Linked DNA regions of Pan troglodytes: regions 1 and 3 are each linked to region 2. Evidence: chromatin contacts called from public Hi-C data. All regions are on one chromosome and are shown on one strand. Each heading gives the region's core, a stretch centred on a gene start, on an enhancer-like site or on the middle of the called end of the contact. The rest is flanking DNA. Distances are from core to core; before and after follow the strand shown.

Region 1 (4,086 bases), core at 1,205-3,704, 910 kb before region 2:
TTATATTTGATATCTAAAAAAATCACAGAGTAGAATGGTAGTTACTGGAAGTTGAGCGGGGTGAAAAGGGTGGAGAGGGAAAGGGGACATGTTGGTGAGAGGGTATGAAGTTTCAGTTAGACAAGAGGAATCAGTTCTGGTGATGTTTTGCACAGCAGGGTGACTTTAGTTAGTAATAACATATTGTATATTTCAAAAATTTCTAAAACAGTGAATTTTAAATGTTCTCACCACAAAAAAGTGATAAGTATGTGAGGTGATGGATACGCTAATTGGCTTAATTTGCTTACTCCACAATGTATAGATGCATTAAAGCATCACATTGTACCCCATAAATATATACAATAATTATTTTTCAATTAAAAATTAAGAAAAATAGTTTAAGCTCTTCCCTATTCCTGATTGAATCTAGAATCTGCACCATTTGGTGGAGGTCTGCTTCCCTTGCTTCACTTTTACTCTAGATGGCAGCAGCAGAACAAAATAGAGGAGAAAAATCTGTTCTCAATGAGATGATTCACTGTCTACTATGTAAAAAAAAAAAATCTCAATGTTATTTGAAACAAAATATACCACTTAAAAATTTTCTTTCATTATAGAAATACTTTAACAGTATTTCAATTATTAAAAATCAATGTACAGATGTCTTCATAATTGTTCAACTTGTCAGGACACTAATAAGATATTTACAGAAATTTTTTATGATAATATTTCTGTAAAGACTCACTCACTGCTTATATTAACAGATTTACACTTGGAGGCTAAGGTGTCATGTTTGAATATCAAATACACTTTTTAAATTGATGGAAACATAAGGGATAAATAATCGAAGGGATAACAGAAATTCTCTGGGTGAATATATTATAGAAATAAAACTTTAATATTTCTCTAATAACCATGTTTTTAAAGTTATTTCAAATAAAAATATACACATGAAACTGGCTTTAAATATATTAAAATTATAGCTTGTAAGCATTTAAAAATAAATAATTTTATTATAAAACAACATTTTCCACCATCACACTTTAAACTGTGAAGATTTATGATGCAAGAGAATTTGTAGATGAGATTGCAGAAACACTGGAAACATTATAAAAACAAAGAGACCTAGAGAGGAACCAAGAGATTAAAAGAAAGATGCAAGTTATCATAATTTTCAAAAAGGCACTTCCAGAAAATATAATTTATTTTGCTTAAAATTATAGCCTCACAAAACTCTCGTCTAGATTAAACAGAATTCCCAAGAACTTAGAAAATAGAATTGTCCAGGTTTTGTGCCTTATAGCTCTATATTCATGCCTCTATATTCATAGATTTATGTATTTATTAAGACAATTTTCCTGCAGAGGGCATCAAAATATCTTGGAGAAGGGTTATCTTTTTCCAAATTACACAAAGGTGCCATTTAGACTAATGGTGGCGCTGTTATCATGAATCAGAATGGCTTTACTAAATTAAAGCCCTGCCAAACTAAAACTTCCCTTTTTGTGCTAGAATTATTGGCTTAATAAGAATTTATTAATCAGAGCCTTCAGATTATCATTGTCCAATCAGTTATTTAACTAGATAGATGGAGAGGCAGCATAGAATAGTGTCAAGGAGGCAGGCTTTGGGTGGAGATCTTAGTTGGATTTCTAGCTCTGCCATTTACTCATAGGCCCCGCTTATGTTTATGTGAATTGGAAAGCAGCTTGGCATTCTGTGATTGGAACATTAATTTTTTTATTTTCTTTATCTAACCATTGCATTCAAGAAATTTAACCTGAGGGAAAAATCAGGAAGGTGGAAAAAGCTTTATGCACAAAGAAATTAATCACTGTGTGATTTATAATAGTGAACAAACTGAAAATGAGGTACAACAGGGAAATGATTAAGTGAATTACAAAATACAATAAGATTCAGTAATCAAATGAACATTTATCAAAGGTTTACAACATGCCTTGTATTCTGCCTGGCACTGGAGATTCAGCACTGAACAAGATAGATATGGAATCTGACTTTTCTATGATAATTTAACATCAACTTAAAGTAAGCAGGAGGCAAGCACTTATAACACCATACTATCCACTATACGGTTTATATATGGATATACGTATATGTGTGTATATGCAGAAAAAATACTAGAAGAAAATAAATCAAAATGTTAATAATTGTTAGGTCTTTTGTTATAATAATTTTATATACTTTTCAATATTTTCTACAATGAGAATGTTACTGTTAAAATTTTTTTTTTAATTATACAAAATGGCATTATACCAAAGGTAGGCTACAAAAGAAAACAAAATTATCGAATAATGTACTTAAAAGTCAAGATCACTTCATGGTACAGGAAATCCCTTCAGATATAAAGACATATTACATTGTCTTTTCTTGTATTTTGATTTCCATCACAGTGTCCTTTGGAAAGCTCACTTCCTCTCTAGCATTCGGAAGGCCTGTCTGTTCTTATGCAGGGAAGGAATGTGAATGCTAGCAGCACATTCCACCCTGGTGACACAAGGGGGTGCACAGGACTTGCTTCCAAATGTTTCCCTTTGTCTTCTTGGAAAGAAGAGGGAAAAAAAAACCTGACATTTGATTTGGTGACCAATTAAAATGTTTTAACAGGCTTATGTATACAGTTCACCGTGCGTTTCTAACCCGAGAGATCTCTGAGGGCATGATCCTGTGTACAAACCACTCCTACTTCCCCACATTTATTTCACAAGAAAAAATATTGCAGGAGAATGAGTGGCCTTTTAAAGCACAATTAGTGAAACTGGAGACTGCCTGAAAGGCCCAGAATAGGGATTGTTAAAGAAATGATGGCACATAATAAACAAATTAGAAAATAACCATTAAAAATAATGTTCACATGGAAAGGACATTAAAAAGCAATTCATACAATAATACATACAATATGGTCTAATTTTTTTTATTTAAATGTATTATATGAATAAGTAGAAAAATTTGGAAAGAGATATACCAAACTATTAACAGTCATTATCCTTGAAAGCTGGATGACAGGTTTATTACCTTCTTCCTATATATCTACATTTTACAATTTTTGTGTACAATGAATAAAAATTTGATTTTAAAATAAGAAAAATAAATGAGTATTCCCAAATAAGTACCAGTTCTTATGATCCTTATTAATTAAATGTATGTAAATTGCTACAAATCGCCCAGAGATATGGTGACAATATAGCCCTGTTTGCCAAAGACAATTTCACTTTGTAACTGTTGTTCTGATATAACTGTGAATAATGCCACTTTCACTCCAAAATTCTGAATAAGTCACCCTACATGTATATTTTTAAATTTGTACCCCTAGCAAGTTGTGCCACTTTTGTCCTTATATCAGCAGGTTGCTTCCAATCCAAAAGATCTCAATCCTTCTCTCTACTAATATGCTAAGATGCAAGGCTAGTCCAGAAATCCTGAGATTCTCATGGCTGCACCAGGGTTAGCATGGGCCAGGGTATACCCCAAGACCCATCCAAATCACAGTCAAGACAGAATATTTTTGAGGCCCATCTTGACCCCTTGGCTGAAGTGCCTTTAAGGCACCCTACTAGCAGGACATCTTCTGACATGTTTTTTGAGACAGAACCCTGGCACTACTATGAGACAGAATATTTTCCAAAGCACTGCTATACATGTAAAATCAATGATCCTACTGCCTTGGTTAAAATTCCTTGAATTAGAAGTAACAAACATGCTCAAATAACAAGTAAAAATGAAAAATTTGCAATTAATCTAAGAGTATCTCCCAACATTTAGTACATGGAGTCCGGCCAGGTTCTGGGTCTTAATTTCTAAGAGATACAATCTAATTGATTCAGTACAATGAATGGATTGGTTCCTCCTGGGTTAGGTGTCCACCCTAACTCAATCAATTATGGCCAGGGAGTGGTGGAATAACAGTACTGAAATGGACTGCCCATGTGAATTAGGAAACGAGAATGTAGTCTGGGTAGATAGCCTCATGAAAATCTGCTTGCTAGCGTTCCCTCCTTCACAGAGAACTAGACAAGCTTCTCCTCTTCAATGACATACTCTGACTACATAGGCAGAAAAGAAGGAGCTTTTACCTGTACATCAGAA
Region 2 (4,464 bases), core at 96-2,595:
CGTGCTGCCATTGCCCTCCGCATTGAGCGCCTACCTATTGAAATCTTTACGTCGGGACAATGGGAGAGCGGCTAAAATTACCCTCTCGGGTCCTGGGCGGGCAAGATTCCTGAGCCCCTACCCCCGCCCCCATCTCATCCTCCTCTAACCCGGGCCTTGCTGGGCTCCCCCTTCCCCAGTCCCGGCCGCCTTCTCCCAGTGTGCGCTGCCTGCACCTGTGCCTGGAGAGCATCGACCCCGCCTCCCAGGCCTTGAGCCCCTTTGCGGCGCAGCCCCAGCCTTGCGCGGCCTGGGCTTTGCGGCCACCACAATGGAAATCTACGGGGAAAATGCCAGGGCTGGTTCTGCTGGAGTCCTGGGAACTCTGCGTGGGAGGGAGTTTGTGACTGCGGCCCAAAAGCCACCTCCATACAGTGCCGTGGGATGCCAGGAAGTTGAAATCACCCTCCCCCATCGCCTGCACTTTTGAGCGCCCTTCCGTCTGTGTCTTTCCCCAGCCCCCATTTGAAACCCGCACGACCGAAACCCTTCTTTCGGGGAGGCATGGGATGGGAATGGGGAGTGGGGGGAGACAGTAGAAGCATCCCCTTTGCTACGGTTGAATGAAGACAGTCTAGTGGGAGATATGGCTGGGGCTAAGAGGAAGAGCTGCAGTTTCCTGGGCCAAAGAGCTGAGTTGGACAGGGAGATGGCAGCTTACCAAGGCCTGCTTGTTCTCAGCTCTAGAGTCTGCCTTATGGTCCGAGCAGGATTTATTTTTAAGAACAGAGCAAGTTACGTGGAAGCAAGGAAGGTTTTGAGGACAGAGGTTTGGGTCTCCTAACTTCTAGTCGGGACTGTGAGAAGGGTGTGAGAGAGTGTTGGCACCTGTAAGGTAAGAGAGGAGAGCGGAAGAACGCAGTACGGGAGCGGCACCAGAGGGGCTGGAGTTGGGGGGGAGTGCTGTGGATGAGCGGGAGAACAATGACACACCAACTCCTGCACTGGCTGTTTCCAGAAATACGAGTTGGACAGCCGCCCTGAGCCACCCACTGTGCCCTGCCCCACCCCCGCACCTTAGCTGCTTCCCGCGTCCCATCCTCATTTAAGTACCCTGCACCAAAAAGTAAATCAATATTAAGTTTAAAGAAAAAAAACCCCACGTAGTCTTAGTGCTGTTTACCCACTTCCTTCGAAAAGGCGTGTGGTGTGACCTGTTGCTGCGAGAGGGGATACAAAGGTTTCTCAGTGGCTGGCAGGCTGGCTCTGGGAGCCTCCTCCCCCTCCTCGCCTGCCCCCTCCTCCCCCGGCCTCCCCCGCGCGGCCGGCGGCGCGGGAGGCCCCGCCCCCTTTCATGCAAAACCCGGCAGCGAGGCTGGGCTCGAGTGGAGGAGCCGCCGCGCGCTGATTGGTCGCTAGAAACCCATTTATTCCCTGACAGCCCCCGTCACATGGATGGTTGTCTATTAACTTGTTCAAAAAAGTATCAGGAGTTGTCAAGGCAGAGAAGAGAGTGTTTGCAAAAGGGGGAAAGTAGTTTGCTGCCTCTTTAAGACTAGGACTGAGAGAAAGAAGAGGAGAGAGAAAGAAAGGGAGAGAAGTTTGAGCCCCAGGCTTAAGCCTTTCCAAAAAATAATAATAACAATCATCGGCGGCGGCAGGATCGGCCAGAGGAGGAGGGAAGCGCTTTTTTTGATCCTGATTCCAGTTTGCCTCTCTCTTTTTTTCCCCCAAATTATTCTTCGCCTGATTTTCCTCGCGGAGCCCTGCGCTCCCGACACCCCCGCCCGCCTCCCCTCCTCCTCTCCCCCCGCCCGCGGGCCCCCCAAAGTCCCGGCCGGGCCGAGGGTCGGCGGCCGCCGGCGGGCCGGGCCCGCGCACAGCGCCCGCATGTACAACATGATGGAGACGGAGCTGAAGCCGCCGGGCCCGCAGCAAACTTCGGGGGGCGGCGGCGGCGGCGGCAACTCCACCGCGGCGGCGGCCGGCGGCAACCAGAAGAACAGCCCGGACCGCGTCAAGCGGCCCATGAATGCCTTCATGGTGTGGTCCCGCGGGCAGCGGCGCAAGATGGCCCAGGAGAACCCCAAGATGCACAACTCGGAGATCAGCAAGCGCCTGGGCGCCGAGTGGAAACTTTTGTCGGAGACGGAGAAGCGGCCGTTCATCGACGAGGCTAAGCGGCTGCGAGCGCTGCACATGAAGGAGCACCCGGATTATAAATACCGGCCCCGGCGGAAAACCAAGACGCTCATGAAGAAGGATAAGTACACGCTGCCCGGCGGGCTGCTGGCCCCCGGCGGCAATAGCATGGCGAGCGGGGTCGGGGTGGGCGCCGGCCTGGGCGCGGGCGTGAACCAGCGCATGGACAGTTACGCGCACATGAACGGCTGGAGCAACGGCAGCTACAGCATGATGCAGGACCAGCTGGGCTACCCGCAGCACCCGGGCCTCAATGCGCACGGCGCAGCGCAGATGCAGCCCATGCACCGCTACGACGTGAGCGCCCTGCAGTACAACTCCATGACCAGCTCGCAGACCTACATGAACGGCTCGCCCACCTACAGCATGTCCTACTCGCAGCAGGGCACCCCTGGCATGGCTCTTGGCTCCATGGGTTCGGTGGTCAAGTCCGAGGCCAGCTCCAGCCCCCCTGTGGTTACCTCTTCCTCCCACTCCAGGGCGCCCTGCCAGGCCGGGGACCTCCGGGACATGATCAGCATGTATCTCCCCGGCGCCGAGGTGCCGGAACCCGCCGCCCCCAGCAGACTTCACATGTCCCAGCACTACCAGAGCGGCCCGGTGCCCGGCACGGCCATTAACGGCACACTGCCCCTCTCACACATGTGAGGGCCGGACAGCGAACTGGAGGGGGGAGAAATTTTCAAAGAAAAACGAGGGAAATGGGAGGGGTGCAAAAGAGGAGAGTAAGAAACAGCATGGAGAAAACCCGGTACGCTCAAAAAGAAAAAGGAAAAAAAAAAAAATCCCATCACCCACAGCAAATGACAGCTGCAAAAGAGAACACCAATCCCATCCACACTCACGCAAAAACCGCGATGCCGACAAGAAAACTTTTATGAGAGAGATCCTGGACTTCTTTTTGGGGGACTATTTTTGTACAGAGAAAACCAGGGGAGGGTGGGGAGGGCGGGGGAATGGACCTTGTATAGATCTGGAGGAAAGAAAGCTACGAAAAACTTTTTAAAAGTTCTAGTGGTACGGTAGGAGCTTTGCAGGAAGTTTGCAAAAGTCTTTACCAATAATATTTAGAGCTAGTCTCCAAGCGACGAAAAAAATGTTTTAATATTTGCAAGCAACTTTTGTACAGTATTTATCGAGATAAACATGGCAATCAAAATGTCCATTGTTTATAAGCTGAGAATTTGCCAATATTTTTCAAGGAGAGGCTTCTTGCTGAATTTTGATTCTGCAGCTGAAATTTAGGACAGTTGCAAACGTGGAAAGAAGAAAATTATTCAAATATGGACATTTTAATTGTTTAAAAATTGTACAAAAGGAAAAAATTAGAATAAGTACTGGCGAACCATCTCTGTGGTCTTGTTTAAAAAGGGCAAAAGTTTTAGATTGTACTAAATTTTATAACTTACTGTTAAAAGCAAAAATGGCCATGCAGGTTGACATCGTTGGTAATTTATAATAGCTTTTGTTCGATCCCAACTTTCCATTTTGTTCAGATAAAAAAAAAAAACCATGAAATCACTGTGTTTGAAATATTTTCTTATGGTTTGTAATATTTCTGTAAATTTATTGTGATATTTTAAGGTTTTCCCCCCTTTATTTTCCGTAGTTGTATTTTAAAAGATTCGGCTCTGTATTATTTGAATCAGTCTGCCGAGAATCCATGTATATATTTGAACTAATATCATCCTTATAACAGGTACATTTTCAACTTAAGTTTTTACTCCATTATGCACAGTTTGAGATAAATAAATTTTTGAAATATGGACACTGAAATTATTCTTGAGTCTTTCATTTATTTGGATAACACTGTGATTATACATAACTTTTCGGGGAATTATAATACTGTGCTCAGCCAAGAAAGCAAAATACCAAAAACCTTGGTATTACTAGTCCAGCATCATGTGCTAATGTTAATTGCAAAAAAGAAACGGCTGGATGATTAATAAGTACTGGAAAAATTGAAATTTCTGTCATTTCTAAAATAGAAACTAGAGACATATATTGTAAATCCGCCCCCTCCTTTTCTAAGCAGCATGAATAAGCATGATGGGGACCTATACTTAAAACTGATTTATGCCACTTGTTGCCAGAAAGGATTCAATTCTGAAATTTTTCATGTAGTTTAGCAGATGGGGTATTGAGCCAAATCAGAACCAGGTTGGCTGGTTTTGTTTTCATTTTCTTCACAGCACAATGGCCCTTTGAAACCTGGCTATAGAGAAAAATGATGCTTCTTGTATCAGAATAATTGCAAACTAGACATGCAAAGTGTTCATCTGC
Region 3 (4,227 bases), core at 289-2,788, 650 kb after region 2:
ACTCAACCTAAATGCCCATCAATGATAGATTGGATAAAGAAAATGTGGTATATATACACCGTGGAATAGTACACAGTCATAAAAAAGAACGAGATCATGTCCTATGCAGGAACATGAGTGGAGCTGGAGGCCATTATCCTTAGCAAACGAACACAAGAACAGAAAACCAAATACCACATGTTCTCACTTATAAGTGGGAGCTAAATGATGAGAACACATGGACACATAGAGGGGTACAACACACACTGGGGCCCACCAGTAGGTGGAGGGTGGAAGGAGGGAAAGGATCAGGAAAAATAATGAATGGGTACAAGGCTCAATACCTGGGTGATGAAATAATCTGTACAACAAACCCCCATGACATAAGTTTACCTATATAACCTGCACATGTACCGCATGTACCCCTGAACTTAAGATAAAAGTAAAAAAGAAAAAACAAACAAACATACAAACAAGTGATATGAGAAATACATATTTTGAAATATATACTGTGATTGACTCTATCTAGAGGATCAGGGAAGGTTTCCTGAAGGAGGTAACATTTACAATTTTAGATTAAAATATCTTCAGGTAAGACCATTAATTCATCCCTATACAAGTTCTGCCTTTATCCTTCAGGCTGAAGTAATCATCAATATCAATGTCACATGAAATCACTTATAGTCCTGTAATTTATAAAGGTACTGGCAACATTTCACAACTTGTTGCAATTATCTTCACAATATCATTGAACATTAAAGACAGGAGAGGAACAAGGCATGCCTGAAAAAAAAAGTGAAGTTGATTTTAGAGCTTTCTTTCCTTTCTCCTGGTATCTTGTTTCCTCCCCTAGCCCACTAGCATCAACCTCGTGTCTTAATCCAGCCATACCCTGCTAAATGCTAATTGCTAAGTTAAGCATGAATTCCTATCCTTTTACATGTTTGGATTTTAACTGGGCGAGGGGAGTCCCATTTGCTGGGAAATGCTGAAGAGTAAAGCTAGAGCGGTGGAATGATTGACATTAGGGTTGATATCTGGAGAAGTGAGAGCTGTCTAGGTCTTCCAAAGACTGAATAATGTACAAATCCATGGCACTGTATAGTCAAAATATGACTTATTGGAATAAGTATTTCCATTCCAGTTTAAAGGGTGCACTGATTTTTCTCGAGGTCACAGAACAAAAAATGGAGTTGCCAGGAATCTATCTCTTCGCTTCTCTGTTCTAAACTCCCTTAGACCATCCTACATTAGCTCTTAGTATTTATTATTAATTTATTTTATTAATTAAAACAGTTCAGTTAATAACAATATACACTTGTGTAGTGATTTATAGTTTACCCTCCTGATTTCACGTGATCTCATTTAATCCTCAAAAACAACCAAGTGATAAAACTGAGGCACTGAGGGGTGGAGAGACTTTTCCAAGACCACACAGCTGTTGGCAGGGCTGGCACTGGCCTGGCACGTGAGGGCCTGGGGTCTGTAACCTCTCTCCTGCCAGGGCGGACGTTACTGATGTGTTTGGGCTCAGCACACTCCTACAGCTGTCCACTGTGTGCTCAACTGAAGAAGCCATTCTCCCAGACAGAGGGAGCTCTTCTGTGGTTAAGGATATAAAAAGAGCTGTGTTCTAAGGCCAGAATTTTCCCCCCAGTTCTTCTCAAGGTCCATTCAGAGGCTAACGTCGCATTTCTGCAGCCCAGGCACTTTAACTGTTATTATTTTTGTGTTTATTTTTTGTTTGTAGAAAGAGTCCGGGACATGTTGCATATTTACGACGCCAAAATAGGAAGTGTGTGATGCCCACTCGACCGCAATGAATTCCAAGGCATAAAGGCCCCAGAATCTCTGGATACAAGAAGTCCTCACTCTGCCATCCCTTCTTGAGTGGTGTTGGTGGACTTCCTATGTGATCCCGAGGTGGAGTCAGCTGGTGTAAGAGTTGGCAACCAGCTCTGCTCCATAGACGGCATTCACTTAGGAAGCACGACTGGCGGCTTCATGCGATTGGAGAGAAAAGGGGAGAGGGGGAGGTGAAGAGAGGAGGAGGAGCCCTCGGCAGAATTCCAAGTTCCGTGGCACTGGCCCCACGGAACTCTGGAAACAAGAATCAGGCTTGGGCTGCGCAGGTTCCAAGTCACAGGGCTTCCATGGCTGGCAAGCGTCGAGCCGGAAATTCAGTTGAATAGAGCCCTAAATGTTTTTTTGTTTGACATTCATGCTTAACAGAAAATGATGAATCCATTAGCAACTCCTTCCGTTGCCAAAAGAAACAGACTTGCACTTGTAGATTGCTTTCATTCTGCGCTATCAAGCCACTGCATGTGCTGCTTTCACAAAGCTGACAGTCATCTATCATTTTTAAATGGGTTTAGAGGTACAGTCGTCTTTGTCTGAAGTGTGTGGATGTGTCAGCATGAATGTGACTCATTAAAACAGACTGACCCAAACAGTTTAAATGGGATTCACAGTAGGGGGAAAATGTTTTATTTGAGGTTTGTTTGGAATTATTTTGAAGTTTGTCACTAATTTTGAAAAACAATGGGCTCATTTTCCTAACTTCTTTTTCTTCCCTGAGATGTGTCTAAGAGAACAAATAGCTATATTATGCACTGTCTCAAAAACATGCTCTTTGGAAATGAAAAAAGATTGTATGATTATGAAATGTCAAGAGTTCCCTTGTGCTCTAGAACATTTCACATACTTAAATGACTTCATGAAACTCCCCCAAGTTTCTCTCTCTCTCCTCAGACCTTTATCCCCAATCCATAAATGACATCTTTGAACATAATCTTTAGACCCGTTTTTCATCATTTCTATTAGCCTTTCAAGGAATGCCTTTTGAAGTCAAAGATTTAACATATGGATTAAATCTTCCATAAAATGGGTTTAAATATTAAGAGAAAAACACCTGGCTGTATGTATCTGGGTTCCACAGGACATTGTATTGTTTTAAATGCTTCAAGATGTTCAATAAAATTGAATATGGCCAAACTCATGTCCAATGTGGGCCTGTGGGCCCTCAAACCTGTTTCCTAATGGCTGTTTCTCTCTCTCTCATCTCGCATTAGTGTGAAGTTCCTAAAGCAATAATAGAAGGGCCAATAGCAGAAATTAAGAAATTAATTAAATTATATTATATGTATATATATAATTAAGAAATTATATATATATCAATGACAAAATTAATTTATCAAGAGTTTCAATATAACTAGTATAATTGATCTTCCAAGTTTTCTCTGTGGGCACAGAGGGATATATTCAAAATGTTTAACACCAATAAGTCATGGGCACAACCAAGTAGAACAGACATCATGGCAGGGTCCTGGAAGCTCCTTGCTGGATGAAGGAGATTAAAGGAGCCCCAGCATTGACATCAAGGAGGCTGGGACAGTGTGTTGGGGCAGGGGGCACTGAGAGTAGTGGTTATTTATTAACTCGTAGAGACGAATTTCAATATTTTAATACAGAGCTGTACCAGTGTGTACTGGCTGAATTCCAGCCCTACTTTTACTCCTTCATTGCATAAATTCCTAGGATTTGAGGAAACAAAAGCAGGTATACCTCCTTATGTTTGAGCATTGCTCTATACTTTCCCGCTTTTTTTCGTGTACGATCCCAAATAAACTGAGTGTCTTCTAAGGCATCAAGCACTATTCAAGCTGTTCCCATAGGAATTTGTTGTTAAAAGTGAGGAATGAGGATTAAAACATTAAAAAGGGTAAAACAGTAATTATGGTATTATTTAAACATTTCTAAAAGTTTCTTAGTCTTCACCCCATTTTACCCAGAAGACTTCTAAATTTTTAGCACTACAAGGCACATTTGTAGAATAAAATATGTAGAATGTGTATTTAACTTATGTCATATCTTTCTTTTAAGGAGCTAAAATGAGTTGTCATAATGATTTGACTTAATTAACCAATTCAGTCATTCCTTGCCACCACCACCACTCCCAAAAAAAGGTAAATATTACGATACCCTTTTGTACTGGAAATGAAAACAAATGCAATTTTTAAGATCCTAAGCCAATCAAAGACCAGCTCAAATCAAGCTCTTGCATCCAAGACTGCTTTGACTGAGTTGCCAAGTGATCCCACCAGTAACATCTATGTAGGAGGAGGGGGAAATGCGAGCACTGTAAGACCTCATCCTTTAAGGAAGTATAATTGGATGTCTCTTGTGTAACTTAGGCCATTTCAGAGCTTAAGATAAATACACATCAAATATAAGGGGGAAAAAGAG

The links. A called contact is a pair of places that touch in the nucleus more often than the background predicts.
Region 1: a Hi-C map of stem cell-derived neural progenitor cells shows a contact between it and region 2, with 8 times the contacts expected there. The contact joins the enhancer-like site here to the promoter of SOX2 in region 2. A contact is called at or near these places in 1 of 7 Hi-C or Micro-C datasets (stem cell-derived neural progenitor cells) and 1 of 1 datasets of contacts at active chromatin or transcription factors (stem cell-derived excitatory neurons).
Region 3: a Hi-C map of induced pluripotent stem cells shows a contact between it and region 2, with 2.0 times the contacts expected there. The contact joins the enhancer-like site here to the promoter of SOX2 in region 2. A contact is called at or near these places in 2 of 7 Hi-C or Micro-C datasets (induced pluripotent stem cells and stem cell-derived neural progenitor cells).

The regions. Positions count from the first base shown.
Region 1 is chr2:183,975,452-183,979,537 of NHGRI_mPanTro3-v2.0_pri, forward strand. All of the region lies in intron 2 of CCDC39 (coiled-coil domain 39 molecular ruler complex subunit), which reads right to left. Among named protein-coding and RNA genes, the nearest start is that of CCDC39, 66 kb to the right of the region's middle. Within about 2 kb of position 2,455, at least 3 of the 24 cell types and tissues checked have an H3K27ac peak or open chromatin away from gene starts, as enhancers often do. A contact at or near this core is called in stem cell-derived neural progenitor cells, where this site is marked.
Region 2 is chr2:184,887,585-184,892,048 of NHGRI_mPanTro3-v2.0_pri, forward strand. It overlaps SOX2 (SRY-box transcription factor 2), which reads left to right and starts at 1,346. Exons shown (of 1, transcript XM_516895.9): 1 at 1,346-3,957. The coding sequence starts at 1,870. The coding sequence ends at 2,829.
Region 3 is chr2:185,537,948-185,542,174 of NHGRI_mPanTro3-v2.0_pri, forward strand. No RefSeq gene overlaps it. Among named protein-coding and RNA genes, the nearest start is that of ATP11B, 430 kb to the right of the region's middle. Within about 2 kb of position 1,539, at least 10 of the 24 cell types and tissues checked have an H3K27ac peak or open chromatin away from gene starts, as enhancers often do. A contact at or near this core is called in induced pluripotent stem cells, where this site is marked.